Regions from separate parts of the Rattus norvegicus genome. Here region 1 is linked to region 2. Evidence: chromatin contacts called from public Hi-C data. All regions are on one chromosome and are shown on one strand. Each heading gives the region's core, a stretch centred on a gene start, on an enhancer-like site or on the middle of the called end of the contact. The rest is flanking DNA. Distances are from core to core; before and after follow the strand shown. Region 1 has its middle 86 kb from the start of Far2. Region 2 has its middle 230 kb from the start of Ccdc91.

Region 1 (4,031 bases), core at 105-2,604, 250 kb before region 2:
CCCAGGGCCTTGTGCTTCCTAGGCAAGCGCTCTACCACTGAGCTAAATCCCCAACCCCCTCCATTTTATTTTTTAAGACAGGGTCTCTTACTGAACCTGGAGCTCAAACTGATTGTGTAGCCTGGCTGGCCAGCCAGTTCCAGGGATGTTTCTGCTCTGTCTCCCCTCAACCCCCATACTAGGATTACAGATGTGCTCCACTGAACTTGACTTTTTTCTCTCCCTCCCTCCCTCCCTCCCTCCCTCCCTCCCTCCCTCCCTCCCTCCCTTCTCTCTCTCTCTCTGTCCCCCCCCCCCCCCGTTTTCCTTTTTTAACATGAGGCCGAGGATCGGACTCAGTCTTCATATTTATGCTGAGTCATCCCCCCAGGCCCCATGGTGATTTAATGTTATGAACCACAAAAGCGAGAGACAAACCTTGAGGTCCAGGCTCAGGGGTCCAGTTATAATTCACACACTTACAGGCCAGAGAGTTATTTCCAGTCTAACAGAGAAATGAGAAGCACCGCTTGTCTACATGTCATGCTTCTAGGGACAGCAAGTTCCCAGCACCAATTTCCATAGCTCTTGGAAGCCCATGGTCTGACGTTGTACACATGACCTGGTTCTGCTTGGGTGGCAAGGGAAGCTAGCTGGATCCATTTCGTGTCTGAGCCACCTTCATGGCCAAGTGACAGGGTGGAAAGGCCCTTCAGACACTGCCCATCGTCCAACAGCTGTCTCTACTGTTTAAGTATTAATGGCTTAGCTCACTCACAGAGGAGAGAGGCAGGCAATGTCCAACAAGCATTGCCTGATCCTGGGTTCAGTTTGAGCTAATCGTCACTGTTTCTGGAACATACCTATGTGGGTTTTCTCAGTAAGTGCAGCCAGCAAGTCTGAACGCAGCCCTCCTATGCCGACCCACGCGGATCAGCTTGGACTCTCGCTCTGCGACATTGCATCATCTCAAGAGGGCTTTGGGGTGCCCCGCGCCAAGTAGAATTGGCTAAATGATTAACACATGCCTTTAGGAAAAAGCATGGACACTTCTCAGAGGAAGATGGGGCTGAAATCACTGTGGCTACCTCATCTTAAAACCTGAGAGGAATTAATCCCAGAAACCCTTCATTTCTCAATCATAAGTAAGGGTAAAAATTATAAGCAGGGGCCAGGATTCATGGGAGACCAGAGCCACAGAAGAATCTTTTGGGTCCAGGACCCAAGGCAGGAGGCAGTGAGCATTTTAAGTTTCACCCTGACAGATGAAGGTAAATGTAAGCTTTGAGCCCAAGATGTAAAACGGGACAGAATTGTTGCCAGTGAAAGAAAAGAAGGTAAATCCCAGGCATCCTTCATGCTTCCGTTAGGGGGCACTCTTGACTCACAGATCCCTAGGTGTGTTTATCACAGAGCCAGTTTTCTTCCGAGGCAGGTCTGCATGATAGGTGGTCTAAACTGGCAGACTCCGTGCCAAGCAAGGCACGCAAAGCCGAGGGGGGATAATGTGGCATTTCTTCCTGCTTTCACATCAACAGCACATACCCAAGGTTAAGAAAATCAACTTGGGACAAAACTGTGCTCCGGAGCCCCACGCCTCCACTCCCCCGATCCCCACCCGGACCCCAGACCTCGTGGACTGCACTGCCAGGGACTGCCTGAGCCTTCCCCACGGATTGATTGCTGGTTGATTATTCAGAGAGATTTTGTAAATGCAGCTAGGGAAAAGAATCCTCGATGATGGGGTGTTTCCTCTCGCTGGGCAGTCACCAGGGCCGCACAGAGGGAAGAAAGCCAACAGAAAGCCGCTCATCCTTTGTAACTCCAGTATACCCCAGTGCCAGGATGTCTCCCAGTCAGAGGCCAAGCTTCTGTGTGTATGTGCGAGTGGCGCTCTCACTGAGTCATACACATACACACCTAGAGGAGTACGCAGAGCACCATGGCTCTAGAGTTGTTTGCGCTCCGTTTTAAAGCCTTAGGCATGAGAATTGGTGTGAACTACGGTGCTGATCTCTCCCAGGGCCTGGCATGACACTACTTGCTGCCACTGCTCCCTAGGTCTGGCATGATGCTGCAGTGAGCAGAAAGGCCTGAATATAACGGACAGGGAAACCCCTTGTGTACTGACCATACACGTGGTACTGAAGCACAGGTGGGAGAGGATGAGACATACGGCCCAGGGACCATAGGACTGTCACATGGGCACATGACCATTGGGTTCTAAAGACAGAATAGAGACCCTTGCTATGTGGGAAACTTGGTCTTTAACACTGTGGAGGAGTGCAGACTGGAGCAAGGAACTTGGGAGCTCTCAAGGCTGGTTCTCAACTGCCTCAGTCCAGTTCCCTGTGTCTATGCCTGTACACAGAAAAGCAGATGGACACAACACCGAGGATAACCTCCTCTACCCTTGTCTTCTCACTTTCCAAACACACATGCACACACAACACACGAACACACACATGTACATACATGTACACATGCAAACATGCACACACATACATTCATACACATGCACATACACATGTACACACATACACTGCACACACACATGAGCGCACACACATGTATACACACATATATACACACACTCACACATATGCACACACACATGCTCACATTTGCATGTCAACTTTGGGTATCATTCCTTGTCTCTTTGATATCCTTGTTTTTGAAACAGGGTTTCTCATTGGATCTCACCAACTAGGTTAGGCCAGGTAGTGCCCCAAGTATCTGCTTGTCTGAGCTGGGATATCAAGAATGCTGCCCATGTGATCACTAAACCTTGTGCTTGGGCAGCAAGCACTTGACCAACTGAGATATCACCCCAGCCCAACAGTGAGGATTTGTATCAAAGATCTGGCACCCAGATGGACACAGAAAGTTCTTTTTTCTTCACCATGGACCTGAGAGGGCAGAAGCTAGGATTTACCAATGTTAGACCATTATAGAGAATATTTATCTCCAGTTGACTATAGGAAATCATGTCAAGACAGTACTAGGAAAAAAAGCTTTTATGAGATTCTTAAAGTACAGAGCTGGCAGAGGACCCACAAATGCCAAGCAAACCTGAATGACTCAGTGTCTCTCTAATGGGCTTAGGTTGGAGACCCTGGGCAGGAATATAAAGCCTTCAGCAAGTGCTCGAGAGGGCAGGGCCCTGAGCTGTACCCTTGGCAAGGTCCTCATGTAAAGTCATCCCATAATTATAGTCCTGGAGGAAAGAGCCTTGTTCTCTCCCTGCACTGTAAGCCCCTGGGTTTACAGCTAAGTCTTCTGGCCTTGCTTTCATTTGGGTTCTGTAGCAACACAGCACCTTTGGCCCAAACCTCTCCCTTTCTATTTTTAAAAAAGAAAGGACTTAGGAGTCCTGGGGAACCTGTAATTGTCAGAGCACTTACAGTCATCAAATCCACCCCCAAGGTGTGGATGCAGCCAGGCTCCTGCTGCAGGTTTTGGTGTCTCACCACAGCACTACGGGGTTCTGTTGTGTGAGGCCTGGTCACCATGGTTCCCCGAAGGCTAGTGTTTTATATCTCACCTAATGTAGAGGTGGGTGTGCCCAGAGTGTTTTCAGCTTGAGAAACATGGCAGGACTTGCCAGTATAGAACCCTTTGGAACCATGTGGACGTGGAGCTCCAGGTAGGATGCCAAATAGTTTCTTTTTTCTTTGTCTTTGAGGTTCAAGTTCTTTTTAACTTTTGGCACACACGGGACATCCTGTTTCCACGTGGTGTGGGGAGAGCTTTTAAAAAGGTCCATTGAAAAGAACTGCTGAAGAACCTGGGTGCCCCATGGTTTTCACAAAACAGTGTTTTGATGTGTTAAGTATAAGCATATCAGAGACGTGTAGATTGAATTTCCCTCGAAACATCCAGGGGGTTGAGTGCAGGATGTAAGAAGGCAGGCCAGACACCGTTTAGAAACTCAAACACTTGAAAAATACTGAGAGGTGTTTATGTCCAAACCTGTGGGACTGGCTCACCCAGGAGGACAGCAGTAAGCTCAGCTGGACAGACACTTGGACAGACACCTGCTCCCTAAAGCT
Region 2 (4,026 bases), core at 972-3,471:
CATGCTCACACACACACATGCAACACACACACAGGCAACACACACACAGGCAACACACACACACAGGCAACACACACACACAGGCAACACACACACACAGGCAACAAGAAATAGACTCAAGATGTTTTATAGACAGATACAGATACATATGTATGCACACATATACATTTATTAACAATCCTAATTAAAGAAGTCATGAATTTGAGCGGGAGTTTCAGGGCACATGTGAAGAGTTGAAGGTGGGAGACGAAGGGGTAGTAATGTATTCTTTTAAAAATATTAGTGGGATCTCATTTTAAAAATACAAATTTGAAATAAAATATGTAAAATTTTTGTGTCCCTGAGACAGGGTTTCTCTGTGTAGGTCTGGCTGTCCTAGAACTTGTTCCGTAAACCAGGCTGACCTCAAACTCAGAGATCCTCTTGCCTCTGCTTCCTGAGTCCCAGGATTAAAGACATAAAGGATGTGATACCACACCTGGCTAGATTTTGTGATTCTTTAAGATAATTTAATTGAATAAAATAAAAATCTAGGTCAATATTCATGCACATGTACAAGTTAATTTATGATAAATAGATTGGAAGGTAAAGTTAAAAGGAGAAACAAATGAATAAAAAAGTTTGATGTACCTTCTATTAAATTATAATGTGATTATCTAAACTGAAGGCTCATTCTGGAAGAAAAATAATGTTAGGATGGATAGCGTCCTACTGCTGTAAGAAAATACTAGCAACAGCCACGTGAAAAACAGATGCTTACTTTCTCCCGGTTAGTGTGTCTCAGTCTTTGGTCAGTTGGTCCATTGCTTTGGGGCCCATTCTGAGGCAGCACTGCACAGTGGGCACATACAGGGGAGTGAACACACGGTGGCCATGAAACAGAGAGAGAGAGATTCTAGGGCAGCACGTATATGTTCACTGTCAACATCCTCCAAGAGAACCAACAGCAGATGACCGCAATCGGTGAACCAGCAGAACCAGCAGTGGATGACCACATTTGGTACGTGGACCTTTGAGGATTGCCCACCCAACTGTACAAGGGCTCCCAGGCTTTCTCGAAGCCATTGGGGTACAAATCCTAGCCTGGGATAGATTTTCAGAGGAGGAAAGGAGCCCAGGGCACCCTAGCTTTGCCTTCTCCTAGGAGGCTTCTATTCCAAACACACTCCATAAGGTGCTTTGTATCCCACAATGCTGCCGAAGGGCCTGCCTGGCTCAGGGTCCCTAGCCTACTCTCCTAAGCCTACAGATGACGTTGAGGAATTCCCAGCAGACACAGGGAAACTCAGCATCCGTATTCCTTGTCACTGAGTGGTACCCTGAACAACTGATAACAGTTCTTCACATTGGGAGCCTGGAAGAGAGACAAGTTAAATTTTTAAGATGAAAAGATGACCCTGCCTCTGTGTTGTCAGAAAACAGCAATTAGGGCATTTCCATTCCCAGGCTGCTGAGCGCTGGCTGTAAAAGTCAAAGATCTCAATTCAACACAGACCCATATAAAGTCGGGAGGAAACTGGTGACTTCACAAAGTTGTCCTCTGACGGCCTCAGGCACACCATGCTAATAATAAATTTTTTCAAAGAGATACTTTCTTCCCAGATATCATGGAGAATGATATAAGAAAAACCTAGAAAATAAGTAGCAGTTTGCTGTTACAGAAACATTTGAACCATTGTGTGTTGCCAGTCATAGTACTATTCTCTGTATTTGAGAAGAACTCAAGTGAAGCAATTGCGCACAAGGTCTGTAAAATTGTGGTTAATGTGTAACTTTTAAAAGGCAACAAATTAGGGACTGGGGAAGTGGCTCAGTTGGTAAAAGGGTTGCCATGCATGCATGATAATTGTAGTTCAATCCTTGGTGTCTATAAGAAGCCAGGCGGTGGACTGGAGATGGCTCGGAGAGTAAACGTGTTTATTGCTCTTGCAGAGGAGGGCCTGGGGTCAGTCTCTAGTACACACATGGCGGTTCACAAACTCCTATTCTGGTATCTGACATTGTCTTCTGGCACCTGCATTCTCATTCTCTCTCTCTCTCTCTCTCTCTCTCTCTCTCTCTCTCTCTCTCTCTTGTTCTAATGAACTCAGGAAGGTGAATATGACACAGTCCCTGGGGTTCAATCATGAGCCAGTTTAGCCTCTTGGTGAGACTCTGTGTTAAAAATTAAATGGATGTTCCTGAGGAACAACAGCCAAAGTTGACCTCTGCCTTCCACATTCTGTGCACGTGTACATCCACACACCCACATACTAATACACAGGAGTGGACAAGAGGAAGAATCTCTACATGCTGTATAGAGTTCCCCTCTTAAAAAGTTGGCTGCAGCAGAAGGTCTTCAACAGTAGCATATCCTGCTGTTGTTTTATCAAAACTTATCTGATCCAGAGAAAGGAAACATTGACTACAGCTAAACCTGGCCATTCTGGCACACTTGAGGGGCAAGGGTTAGGTGCTAGGATGTCCTCATGAAGTTCATGTCCAGAGTTACAAGCTTAAAAAGAGACACAAAGACAAGATTTGGGAGGGCCCCCCTTCTCCACCACCCGACCACCAGTAAAATGTGATTTAGAGCTGCTGTTATCCAGCCCATCATAGTAGTTATTAAAACACACTCACAAGTGCATGCACACATGCGTGCGCACACACAAACCCACAAGCCATATTAAAAGGCAATTAAAGCAAGCAACAGGAGAACCAGACGTGCCGTGATGGAATGCCACCTGGGGCTTTAACAACTGATTTTCAAAGGGCTCTGATGGGTAAAGTCACTGGGAAACGTAAGAACCGAGGTGAAAAGTCTAAGACAGAACTAAGGTGAGATGTTAGCATCAAAGAACAGCAGCGTGTAGATGAAGAATGGATGAATTAACAGTCTGTGAATAGCTGAGGTGAGACTCTCTGAGCTTTGCTGTACCTCAGTGGACACTTGACATAGCACAAAGAGAAGACACTGTGGGCAGCAAGCAGAGTACCTGAGAGGCGGGAGATTAGAGAGGGTGTAACATTTATATAAATGGAGAGAGTGAGAGAGAGCCAGAAAGAAAGACAGAGTGAGAGACAGAAAGCCAGCAAGAGTGTATGTGAGAAAGAAAGAAAGAAAGAAAGAAAGAAAGAAAGAGGAAGAGAAAGGAAGGAAGGAAGAAAGTAAGAGAGAGCAAGAGAGAGAAAAAAGTGAGAGAGCAAGTGAGAGAATGAGAGAGTGAGCGATAGAACAAGAAAGAGGGAGAGAGAGGGAGAGAGAGGGAGGGAAGGAGAGAGAGGGAGAGAGAGAGAGAGAGAGAGAGAGAGAGAGAGAGAGAGAGAGAGAGAGAGATAGAGATACAAGAAATACTTCAAATAATAATCCTTGGGGAGATGTTTTAGACAGACAGTTACAGATGTGGGAACCTCAGAGAGAAAAGAGAAAGCAGTTTGGATGTTGCAGAATTACTGGATGTAGGAATGCTAAGAAAAAAACTAAAAGAGGCAACAGCAAGGGCACAAACCCAGCTTTCCCCCAGAAACCTCACTGGCAGAAAGATAGTGGAGTGAACCACCACTGGTTTTTGAGAGAAGAACATAATGAAGTAACAGGACCTTAGAGAAGCACCAGAAAAGCCAAAGGAGCACGCAGAGGAAACTGCTTCTCAGAGTCACCTAACAGCAGCATGTTGCCCCTCAGAGACACCAAACATCTCATATATATACATATACATACATATACATATACATCATATACATATACATCATATACATATATTATACATACACATACACACATGCATACACACATGCGCGCATATATATATATATATATATATATATATATATATGATGAGAGTATGCTCTGTGAACAATATTAAAATTTGCAGGCTGGTAAGACCACTGAGGACCGGGTATGGGGAGTGAAAGACTGGGAAAATAGCTTCCCTGCTGATTCCTTTCTCCCCGTTAATATTGTCCACAACGGGATGGTCCACAAAGGTCTTGGAAAAGCCACTTTCTCCAGCACGGTGAACCACCGGAGTCCTTGAACCATGTGTT

Evidence for each region. Hi-C and Micro-C count contacts between places; a contact is called where the count stands out from the background.
Region 1: a Hi-C map of liver shows a contact between it and region 2, with 5 times the contacts expected there. The contact joins two enhancer-like sites. A contact is called at or near these places in 3 of 12 Hi-C or Micro-C datasets (kidney, liver and mammary epithelial cells).

What each region holds. Positions count from the first base shown.
Region 1 is chr4:182,617,659-182,621,689 of GRCr8, reverse strand. No RefSeq gene overlaps it. Among named protein-coding and RNA genes, the nearest start is that of Far2, 86 kb to the left of the region's middle. Within about 2 kb of position 1,354, at least 3 of the 93 cell types and tissues checked have an H3K27ac peak or open chromatin away from gene starts, as enhancers often do. A contact at or near this core is called in liver, where this site is marked.
Region 2 is chr4:182,364,771-182,368,796 of GRCr8, reverse strand. No RefSeq gene overlaps it. Among named protein-coding and RNA genes, the nearest start is that of Ccdc91, 230 kb to the right of the region's middle. Within about 2 kb of position 2,221, at least 3 of the 93 cell types and tissues checked have an H3K27ac peak or open chromatin away from gene starts, as enhancers often do. A contact at or near this core is called in liver, where this site is marked.